Linked DNA regions of Mus musculus: all the other regions are linked to region 3. Evidence: chromatin contacts called from public Hi-C and Micro-C data. All regions are on one chromosome and are shown on one strand. The core of a region is the stretch at or near the end of the contact, and the rest is flanking DNA. Distances in the headings are between cores, read along the strand shown.

Region 1 (3,335 bases), core at 567-3,066, 110 kb before region 3:
GACGGGACTTTAATAAGAATACTAAGATGGGCCTAACCCAATCATGAGGAGCGTGTAAAAGCAGATATTTTTCTCTCGCTAGCACCAACAGTAGGGAGAGGAGCCCACAACACATCCTTGTTGACATAAAGATGGAGAAGGTCATGTGATAAGGAATCCAGGAAGTCTCTAGGAGCTGAGAGAGGCTCTCAGGTAACGAACTGCACTGAACCCAGGTCTTCCAACTGAAGGGAACTGAATTCTGCCCATGCCCTGACTAAACCCAAGACTTGCATCACACACACACACACACACACACACACACACACACACACACACCAGCACATCCAGATATAACACTGAGCTCAGATGACACTTGAATTTTAGCTTTGGCAAACTAGCCAGAAAACAGAGCTCATCTGCCCATGCTCCCAACCTGTAAAACAGCAAGACCTTAATAGATGGGTGGTGTTGTGAGACACTGTGTTTGTAGTCACTTATTTTAAAAGCATCAAAAAAATAGACATAACATGAAGGTCAACACTGCAGGAGTAAAGCAAGCGAGAAAAGCTGCTGAGCTAGCAAAGAGCAAAGACTTCCTGAGACCCAACAGGCTTTGCTTTCACATTAAGGCCAGTGGATTTCCTCTGAATGAGGTTCAAGGTTTGACACAAGGAAACAAACAACAACAACAAATATGGCCTTTATTTGCCATGCCACACACATTCTGTGTGTGTGTGTGTGTCTGTCTGTCTGTCTGTCTCTCTCTCTCTCTCTCTCTGTCTCTCTCTTTCTCTTTCTCTCTCTCTCTGTCTCTCTCTCTGTGTCTCTGTCTCTGTCTCTGTCTCTGTCTCTCTCTCTCTCTCTGTCTCTCTCTCTCTCTCTCTCTCACACACACACACACACACACACACACACACACACACACACCAGCGCTAACCGCTGCTGGATGTACTGATAGAGAAAATAACTCCATCAATGGTGCACCTGCTGACCTGCAGAAGCACTGAGAAATGCTTGATTGTAAATTATTCAGAGGCGGCCTGCAAAAAAATGGAGAGCAGCCGAAGTTGAGAGATGGAGCATAGCATATACAGCAATAAAGGAATTCTAGCATCTCTAAAAGAAGAGCGGATCCATCAGGAGGGCTCCCATTAGGCAGGGTGAGCTGCGATCCACATTTTCCATGTCTCCCCACTCCCAAAGCCAACACAAAAAGCACTTTTCAGCCAGTGTTGCTTTGACACGCACATCCGTGCTTCACAGATTTGGCCTCTGGAGTATATGACGCTGGCCCCCACACCGTCCTGGCAATTGACTCACGAATGATTAAACCTGATGATTACCCAGGGCAGATAACCTGATTGCTAATAGAGACTAGAGTGGGGAGCAACTTTTGTTGGCGGGTGAGTTCTTTGTCAGAGACTACCTCCCAGGGGTAGTTGGCTGGGAGAGACTGGAAAGTTGACTAAAAAGCTCCATGGTGGGAAAAATTAAGCTGTACAGCCATGTGATAATAGCAGCAATAGAAAGAGAGGCAGAGCCTCCACCCACACAGCAAGTCAGAAATACCTCAGGTATAATTAAACTCGATTCCAGAATTTAGCACCTTTTTGTAATAAGAATCTTTGCTTGAAGTCCTTAGCATTCTGTTGCCTTGGCAAAAACCCTATCACTTGGCATTTCAGAGGTTTCTGTCCCATTTTCAAAGAACAGTCTTGGTGAAGGAGCCTTGGGAAGATGCATCTGATTCCGCTGGTCCCTTTACTACTGAGTCGCCCTCTGTGAGGAAGTAAAGGAAAGAGACTTTTGCAGGCCTCTGCCTGCCTGGGCTTCTCGGTGATGGGTGTTCCTTGCCTCCTCCTCACCAGTAAACCTTAAGTAGGGCACGCCATGCTAACTCCAGCAGAACACAGCCAAGATCTCCGTGTCAGTGGCGCTTGAGGGCAAACCCTTGGCACATCTGCTGCTTATCTCCGGATGTCAGAGTTCTTAAGTGAACGTCTTGGACTTGGAATTTCTCTTTTATGCTTGTTTGACCCCTCTGTTATAATACCCAGCTCTGATCATCATTTCTTCCATATCCATTCTTGCCAGTATTCATTCTCTTTCTCTCTGTCTCTCTCTGTCTCTCTCATCTCTATCTGCTCTTGATCCCTCTCTCTCCACCCTCACCTCCTCCCTCTCCTTCTATCTCACCCCCCTCTCTCTCCCCAAAAACCATTGTCATAGTCCAATGCTATTTTCTGAAAATGGAAATCATGACTTGAACTCAAAGCGTGACTGTAGTGAATCACATGTGAAGGCCTTGGCAGGGTGCTTGGCACATGGTACATGCTGGACAGTATTAGTCATTTTTGATAGAAAAACTGGTGCATGGTTGGCAAAAGAAAAAGCCTAAAACTCATAAAGGGTATTCCAGCAAGAGAGGAGACAATACGGGAATAAAATTAAAATGCAAATAACCCATCTAGACACTGGATGTCCCCTCCCATTTCCGAAGCATCAGAATTCCGGAGCCTGCCTGTAATTATAAAAAGGGAGAATTTGGTACTTGGGGGTTTGCTTAAGATTATACCCAATTAAGGATAGCCTACTTGAAAGTTTAAATTGTCAGAAACCCACCTTAATACTGCCTCAGCCTTTTGTCACACCAATTATAATTATGATTCATTCAATAACTGTCCCCTGCAGACATAGGATGTGCTTGGCACTAGGTGTACTACAGAAAGCAAGAGAGGGGCTGCTCTGACATCATACAGTTAAGGGTGTGACAGGGAAGACAGATGACAAACGTGCATAATACAGGCATAAGTGTATAGCAGAATTGTTGAAAGGTAACAGGAAGACGTCTTTGCACACATGTCATGACCAAAGAAGTCCTCCTTAAGAAGCTGCCGTTCAAACTGAGACCTGAGGATGGAGAGTAAACAGCAAACGGAAAATTGATGTGAGGCAGGACAAGGACCTGGTACAGGCAAATAGGATCAAGCTCCCCCTGCATTGAGTTGCTTGCTATCTGACAGCAATGTTGCCACTTATTTAAGTTCATCCCACAACTTCCCAAAAGAAGGCACAGTCTTGCTAGGAGATAACTGAGGCCTGGAGGGTTGAAGCAAACCACCCAAGGCAAGTGGCAACGCTGACTAATACTGAGTCATGACAGCATCTAGCTTTCTTCATCAAAATAACCCAACATCTGAACCAGGAAATAGGGGTGGGGTAAGATGAGCAGGACTTCAAGTCTAGGGGAAAAACTGGCAGTCACTGTTCCAGATCTCAGTGAGTCTCTTTCTAAGGAGAATCACAATTGCTACCTGTTAAAGGATGCCCTTACACCAGGCACAGTGCCCGGC
Region 2 (3,428 bases), core at 541-3,040, 73 kb after region 3:
TAGAGCTTCATTTTTCCGCTGATGTAAATTTTATTAACACCCCAATTTAGATAGCAGAAGCAGTGACAGTTTGGTTTTAAGATATTTTCCACCTCACTGAAAACCAAAAAGTTACATGGCATATTGAGAAATCCCCCACAAACCACCCCCTAGGAAGTTTTGGGTTGTTTTTAAAGCGTTGGGGGAGCGAACCCAGGACCTTATGCATCCCAAGCAGGTGTTCAGGACCTGAGCCACACTCCCAGCCTCTGTGCAAATTGTGTTGTCTTTTTTAGGCTTTTTTTTTTCTTTTTGCATTGGACATGTGAAATTCTCACCATTCAACTACTCAGTATGTGCTTTGAGACCTGGGAAAGACCCTAGTTTTTTATAGATCTGTAACTGAGGTAAGTTTAATGTCTCCTGTCAGTAACTTTCAGCATTTGGCTCCTACTTCTTCATAGCCTTTATACCATTTTTCTTTCCAGCATATCTCTCTCTCTCTCCCCACCCCCTCCACTCTCAGCTTAATTGTGGAAACCTTCTCATTGCTAACACAGAACAGACATAGGCATTAATTTTAGCATGTAGACCAAAGTCTAGAAGCTCAGTTCTCAAAATGTGGGTTCCAGATCAGTAGCTGTTTGGAAACTTGCTAGAAATATAGAGCTGCAGCCCCACCTCAGGCCCACAGAACCCAAATCTGCTTTTTCACAAAGTACTAAACACATTCAAAATAAAACAAGTAATGTCCTCTATGAGAGCAATTGTGATTAAAAGAGGACAGTATTACTGACAGAGAGGGAGCCACCCTACACCGCAGGCTTCAGGATTAAAACTCATTTCCACTCTAAATACTTGAGTGCCCAGATAAGCTTCATTGAGTGGGTTACATCTTAGCGGTAGTAGAAATTAAAACTGTGAAAGTTTTAAAAGTATCTCTAATTTGGGGTTGGAGAAATGACTCATTGGTTAAGAGCACTTTTATGGCTCCTGTAGAGGTCCAGGGTATCTGACGCCCCCTTCTGGCCTGCACAGCCACCTACATCCTACATGCACAAACTTCATAGAAACTCTCTCTCTCTCTCTCTCTCTCTCTCTCTCTCTCTCTCTCTCACACACACACACACACACACACACACACACACACACACACACACACCCCAGCACAATTCATTTAAAAGTAGTAATCTAGGTGTTGCGGAATCCATGGCTATAATTCTAGGATGCAGGATGGGAGATGGCTTTACAGGTAAAGTCTTGACACCTTGCCTGTTGACCTGAGTTAATTCCTAAGACGAACACGGTGGAAAGAGAGACCTGAATCTAACAAACTGTTTTCTGACCTTTAGATCAGTTCTCCCTCTATATCTTAGTCTCTGTGTCTCTTCTCTCTGTCTCTGTCTGTCTCTCTCTACTCCCTCCCTTTACCCTCCCTCTCTCCCTCTCTCCCCTAATACAAAGAGAGACCCTGTCTTAAAATCTTAAAACAGCAAAAACAGATTGTGCGGTGAACATAAAACGCAAATTCTGGTCCTGACTAGTTCCTAGCGTGGCTGAGAGACTATGGGCATATCTCTGTCCTCTCTGGGCCTCCATTTCCTGATCTGTTTTACTGTGGAGACATCTGTCGCACCCCAGCCCTGCCAACTCTCCTAGCCCTCTCTAAAGGTCTGGGAGGTCCCAGACAGAATTTTAGAACGATTCTCCTTTTTGCCCAGAAGAGGGCGATGGAGACCGGCCATGGCTGGACCACTTCTAACCCCGAGGCGGTTCACAGACTCCTGATCGGTCCACAAGGATCCCTCGTGATCCGGGCGGTTTCCTTGGCACCAGCTGACATTGGTATCCCAGGCCACCTGGGCGGTCCAAGTGAGAGAAGGAGCTCTGGACGCCTTCCATATTGACCCAAAAATGGCCAGTCTGGGTATTCAGATTCCTCCTATCCCAATCTGGGAAGAGCCACAGAGACTTGGTTTGAGGAAAGACACATTGTCCCCACCTGCACTGCGTCTTTGGGTGAGAAACCACCCAGAAGCTATTTACTCCAAAGAGAAAACTGGGCGGGGTGGCCGGAAAGGAACAAGACACAGAGCTGCGCCAGGTCCTTGGGGATTGCCTGCCACTGGCGGGCTGCGCTTGCATCAGCGCCTGCTGGGGCTGGGGCAGGGGCCTGGCCACCAGCGACGTCAGCCTCTTTCCCAGAAGAATTCCACTTCCTGCGGTCCGGGCCCCAGAAGTGTGGGAGTGGTGGGGGTTGGTTTCTTAGGATGACACCACTCAGTATGCTGCATCTCCTCATTCGCACACGCTGTTGTCATGGAGACGAACAGCATCCTGACAGCCCCGGAGAGGCCAATTCGCCCACAAGAAATGACCGGGGCATGGCCGACTCAGGAAAACACTGACTGTGTGGGGTGCTGGGTCAAGGAAAACAGCAGCCACGGGTCCCTGAATTTGGCCCCAGGGATGGGTGGGAGGGATGAGGGAACCAATTTCTGTGATGCGATTTCAAAGCTGGAGGCGTCTTAGTCCAGAGAAAAGCTTTGAAAGCACGTGGCTAGCTAGCAAAAGTTTCTTCCTCCTCCCCCTCTTCCCTCTCCTCTTCTTCCTGCTTCTCCTCTTGTCGGCTTCTTTCCCCAATTTTCTTAGGACTCTCTAAGATTTCCCGACCTCATCAGCTCTTATCGAAGGCAGTGTTAGTATTAATTCGCTTAAGTAAACATTTGTTAAGCGGTCAGGGTGTAACTTGCAAAGTTACACGGGTAAAAGACCTCCTTTCGTCTTCGCCATGACTCAAGTGCTGCTGTCACCTTTTCCGAGGAACTATCCAGTTCGTGGGCGATCTCCTAGGAAGTCAAGTCAACTCCCGCTCTCTAGCCATTACCGAGCACCTGCCAGAACAGCAGCTAATACGGCATGCAGCATGTGTGATTTTTTTCCTCTGATGCTCCACTGTGACTGCCCTAAGACTAAGCACCGAATCTCTAATTATGGGTTGGTAAATTTGAGATTATTAACCCCCAATCACGAGGAAACCTTGTGCCTGGATCAGGAGTCTGTGAACCACCTCAGGGTTAGAGAAGCAAAATAACCCTTACTAAAACATATTTTGAAATACAGAAATGCTGGGCATGGTGGTGCACACCTTTAATCCCAGCACTAGGGAGGCAGAGGCAGGCAGATTTCTGAGTTCGAGGCCAGCCTGGTCTACAAAATGAGTTCCAGGACAGCTAGGGCTACGCAGAGAAACCCTGTCTCGAAGGAAAAAAAAAAAATGAGTATTTAGTACACTGGCGTTGGCTTTGTGAAAAATAGAGTGCATTGCCTACCTAGACAAGTCCTTTCGTTTGAGCCATTTCTGTTGCGGCCGCCAGCAGCTCGCAACGTGAACGGTTCGACTGAGAAGGCCACTCGAGCTGTAAGAGAGGAATCTAGACGGGGCGAAA
Region 3 (3,499 bases), core at 252-2,751:
ATGAAAGAGTCTAAAGTCTGTTCTGCCTTGTTCTCTTGGGGTCGGGGTAGAGGCAACATAGAAAGAGCCTAACATGAAGTTCGGGAAAGTTTCCTTACACTTATATATTCAGCCATCTTCGAAAGAGATTTGAGCCTCCGCTCCTCTCTCTGACGCCTGTTGCTCTATTACTACAGGGACTGAGTCACACGTTACCTAGGTTTTCCCAGGGCAGTGTGTAGCCAAACCAGTCGGGCAGCTCAGCTGTCTCCTGTGTGAGGATTGCAACAATCCTCTTGAAGGTCTAGGAACTGCCGCCACTTCTCATCAGAACAATTGTAAAGCTCAACCCTCTAAGTACAGCCCTAAAACTGTGCAATGACTCCTTGGCTCCAAAGACTGACATTCACGCCCATTCCTTTCCCAACCAATCAAAGACGCAAAACTCAACGACCACTCTCCCACCGAATTCACATTATATTTACTAGGCAACTTCCCTGAGCCTCCATAAGCTACGTCCCAATCCAAACAAATTCCTTCTGCAAGAGGGAAGAAAAAAAAAAATCTCTCTAAAGACCAAAGCCTGCAAACTTTATGTTGAATGCAGATCCATCTATCTACCCGTTTAACACAATCAGCTGTGGAGAAACCGAGACTCGCCTCGCCCTTGCTCCCTGTCTTAGAAAATACTGGGATCTGAATGGTCTCTCCAACAGCTTCCCCCAGTAAGCTAGGTCATCAGTTTGCTCTCCGACGCTCCATGGACAAGTGACAAAGACCAAGCGAACTGGAGGCGCCGAGGCTCCCCCTGGCATTCACAGAAGCGCCCACACGGGTTGCCTGCTTTCACAATGCGACTCCATCGTCCCAAGTGGAGACTTAGGAGAGGCGTCCCCTTCGCAGGCGTTCTGGAAAAGGCCAGGCTCACCCGTCCGGGTGAACAAGTGACAGGTTGGAATTAACCCTTCAGCCTCTACGGCCCGAAAGGCAGCAAGTGTGGCAGACTCGGATTAACCCTTTCCAGGCCGTGTTAAAGGCACAGCCCCCACCACCACCACCAAAACGCAACGTGGAATTGACCCTCCTGCTGCCGACCCTCCGGCTACAACTCCGAGGCCCACACACGCAGGATCGCCCGGCCCGGCCTTCGGGGAGGTGACAGGCGCGAGACGCCGGCCAGGCCGCCCGCAGAGGGCTGCTCACCGCGATGACATTGACGAAGGTGGTCTTGCCGGAGTACTGCAGCCCCACGAGCGTCAGTTCCATCTCCTCCTTCCAGAAGAGCGAACGGAACCAGTCCAGCAGGCGGGAGATGAGCGCCAGCATGGCGGCGGCCGGCTGCGAGCGTGGACGGGCGCGGACGACAGCGGACACTCTTTCCCACGAGCGGGTATCGGCCCCGAACCCGCCAACGGCTCTTCGGCGGGGCCCCTGGCGCGACGCGGGCAGACAGAGGCTGGCGGCAGCGACGGCCGGAGCCAGGAAGCCCAGCGGGTCATATGACTCGCCCTACCCCCCCCACGCCTGGCCCAGCGCAGGCGCGGAAGCGCACGGAAAGAGCGGCGCGGTCCCGTAGACTCCCAGCGCCCTCCGGCGACATCGCCACCTGATGGTGAATCCCACGACACACCCTTCCCTCGCCTTGGTGCCAATTCACTTGTCACATGCCTTTCCTCTTTTCTTTTCTTTCTTTCTTTTTTTTTTTCCCCCCAAATTATGGGTCTCCCAGCAAACGCATGTCAACAATTTCAGTACTTGAGAGGTGGAGGCAGGAGGATCAAGAGTTCAATAAACACAGAAGGTGGGGTTACAGAAATGACTCGGTGGTTAAAAGTGCTTGAGGCTCTTTCAGAAGACCCAAGTTCAGGACCCAGCACCCACACCTGGCAGCCCTCATCAGCCTGTAACTTCAACTCTGGGGGATCCAGATCTAGGGCTTTCTGACCTTGTACATTCTGCAAACATATGCGCATACTCCCACAACGAAACACATAAATAATAATAATCTTTAAAAAAAAACAAAGAGTTGGTCCTCGTTCACTTTTTGATTGAATTTTCCTATAATTGTTCATTGGCAATGTACCCTGAAGGAAAAAGTTAATACTCGGAGGAATTGAACACGGAATAAAAAAAAAAAAAAATCAGAATCTGGGATGGGGATGTAACCCAGTGGTAGAATGCTTGCCTGGCCTGTATGGAGCACTCTGGGTCTAACTAGGGCTCAAGGGAGGATGGGGCAGAGGCAGTGATCCGAATGTAAAGTGAATAAATAAATGAATTAATTAATAGGGAAAATTTCTTTCCCAGCATGTGAAAGACACAGGGTTTGTTTCTAACACAGCAAAACATTAGTGACAGCAAAATCCCTGCCCTCCTGCGGGTTACAGTCCAGTGTGGAGAACAGAACATATACAGCAAACAAACGAGAAAATGCCACGTGGTACTTAACACTATAAAGAAGAGGAACAGAGAAGAAGCTGGAGCCGGCCTGCTTGTCTTTAAGTCAGGTGGTCCTGAGTGGAAAGGCTTGAGGGAAGTGAGAAGGAGAAGCAGGCTGACGTTTGGTAGAAGCACATTCCAGGAAAAGACCCTGAATGGGGAAGGACAGTGAAGTGGTTTGGACTTTGAAGGATGGTGTGCCTGGGGCGAGGGGGAAATGATGGAATTATATTTTAACTGAAAATATATTTTTAAAAAGGAACTCCAGCTGGCTGCCCCAACTTCCCCAGTTGATTTCTGCTTCATATTTGTAAATCTCTAACTTAATGGATGCTTTCTTTGTTAGCTCTCTCCATCAGCTACTCTAGTCATCTCTGCTGGATGTTGTGACCTTGCAGTTTGATGGAGTGGGGCTACCAGTCTACTACTTGCTATTTATCCTTTTACTTTCACTTGCTGTACACTTAAGAAGTTCATTTAAAACCAAAAGTGTAGCTATTGTAGGTTATTCTCTGGACAGTACCCAACACTGGCAAAGATCGGTGGAAGCCTGGAGTAGGGAGAGGTGGAAGAGAATTCAGGGACCAGAGGGAGTGGGATATGGTGGCACGAGTTTGGACTTGATTATACAAGATGGGAAGACAGAAGGTAGCCTGAAGACTTAATTGTTTTTACTGTGTGTGTGACTTGCCTGCACATGTGTCTTCGCACCACATGCATGTGGTACCTGAGAAAAGCAGAAGAGGATATTGGGTCCCCTGGAACTGGAGTTACAGACAGACAGTTGTTGACCTCCATGGTGGTCCTCTGCAAGAGCAGCAAGCACTCAACTGCTGTGGTACCTCTGTAGCCCCTATGAAAAGACTGACTGTGTGTGTGTGTGTGTGTGTGTGTGTGTGTGTGTGTGTGTGTGTGAGAGAGAGAGAGAGAGAGAGAGAGAGAGACAGAGACAGAGACAGAGAGACAGAGACAGAGACAGAGAGACAGAGAGAGAGACACACACACAGAGAGAGAGAATTGGTCCGAGGACAATTTGTAAGAGTTGATTCTCTGCTATGTGGGTTCCAGGCTGTACAGCAAG

Evidence for each region. A called contact is a pair of places that touch in the nucleus more often than the background predicts.
Region 1: a Hi-C map of muscle stem cells shows a contact between it and region 3, with 2.4 times the contacts expected there. The contact joins the enhancer-like site here to the promoter of Arl8b in region 3. A contact is called at or near these places in 3 of 39 promoter capture datasets (the 3T3-L1 cell line, liver and pre-B cells), 2 of 484 Hi-C or Micro-C datasets (muscle stem cells and nephron progenitors), 1 of 115 datasets of contacts at active chromatin or transcription factors (large pre-B cells) and 3 of 9 other capture datasets (adipose tissue, liver and pancreatic islet).
Region 2: a Micro-C map of embryonic stem cells shows a contact between it and region 3, with 2.5 times the contacts expected there. The contact joins the enhancer-like site here to the promoter of Arl8b in region 3. A contact is called at or near these places in 4 of 484 Hi-C or Micro-C datasets (embryonic stem cells, muscle stem cells and stem cell-derived neural progenitor cells), 5 of 115 datasets of contacts at active chromatin or transcription factors (the SCID.adh cell line, bone marrow-derived macrophages, embryonic stem cells and 1 more) and 2 of 9 other capture datasets (adipose tissue and liver).

What each region holds. Positions count from the first base shown.
Region 1 is chr6:108,895,127-108,898,461 of GRCm38.p6, reverse strand. No RefSeq gene overlaps it. Among named protein-coding and RNA genes, the nearest start is that of Gm6749, 16 kb to the right of the region's middle. Within about 2 kb of position 1,816, at least 30 of the 459 cell types and tissues checked have an H3K27ac peak or open chromatin away from gene starts, as enhancers often do. A contact at or near this core is called in muscle stem cells, where this site is marked.
Region 2 is chr6:108,708,438-108,711,865 of GRCm38.p6, reverse strand. No RefSeq gene overlaps it. Among named protein-coding and RNA genes, the nearest start is that of Gm35359, 21 kb to the left of the region's middle. Within about 2 kb of position 1,790, at least 248 of the 459 cell types and tissues checked have an H3K27ac peak or open chromatin away from gene starts, as enhancers often do. A contact at or near this core is called in the SCID.adh cell line, adipose tissue, bone marrow-derived macrophages and 4 more, where this site is marked.
Region 3 is chr6:108,781,061-108,784,559 of GRCm38.p6, reverse strand. It overlaps Arl8b (ADP-ribosylation factor-like 8B), which reads right to left and starts at 1,501. Exons shown (of 7, transcript NM_026011.3): 1 at 1,183-1,501. The coding sequence starts at 1,305.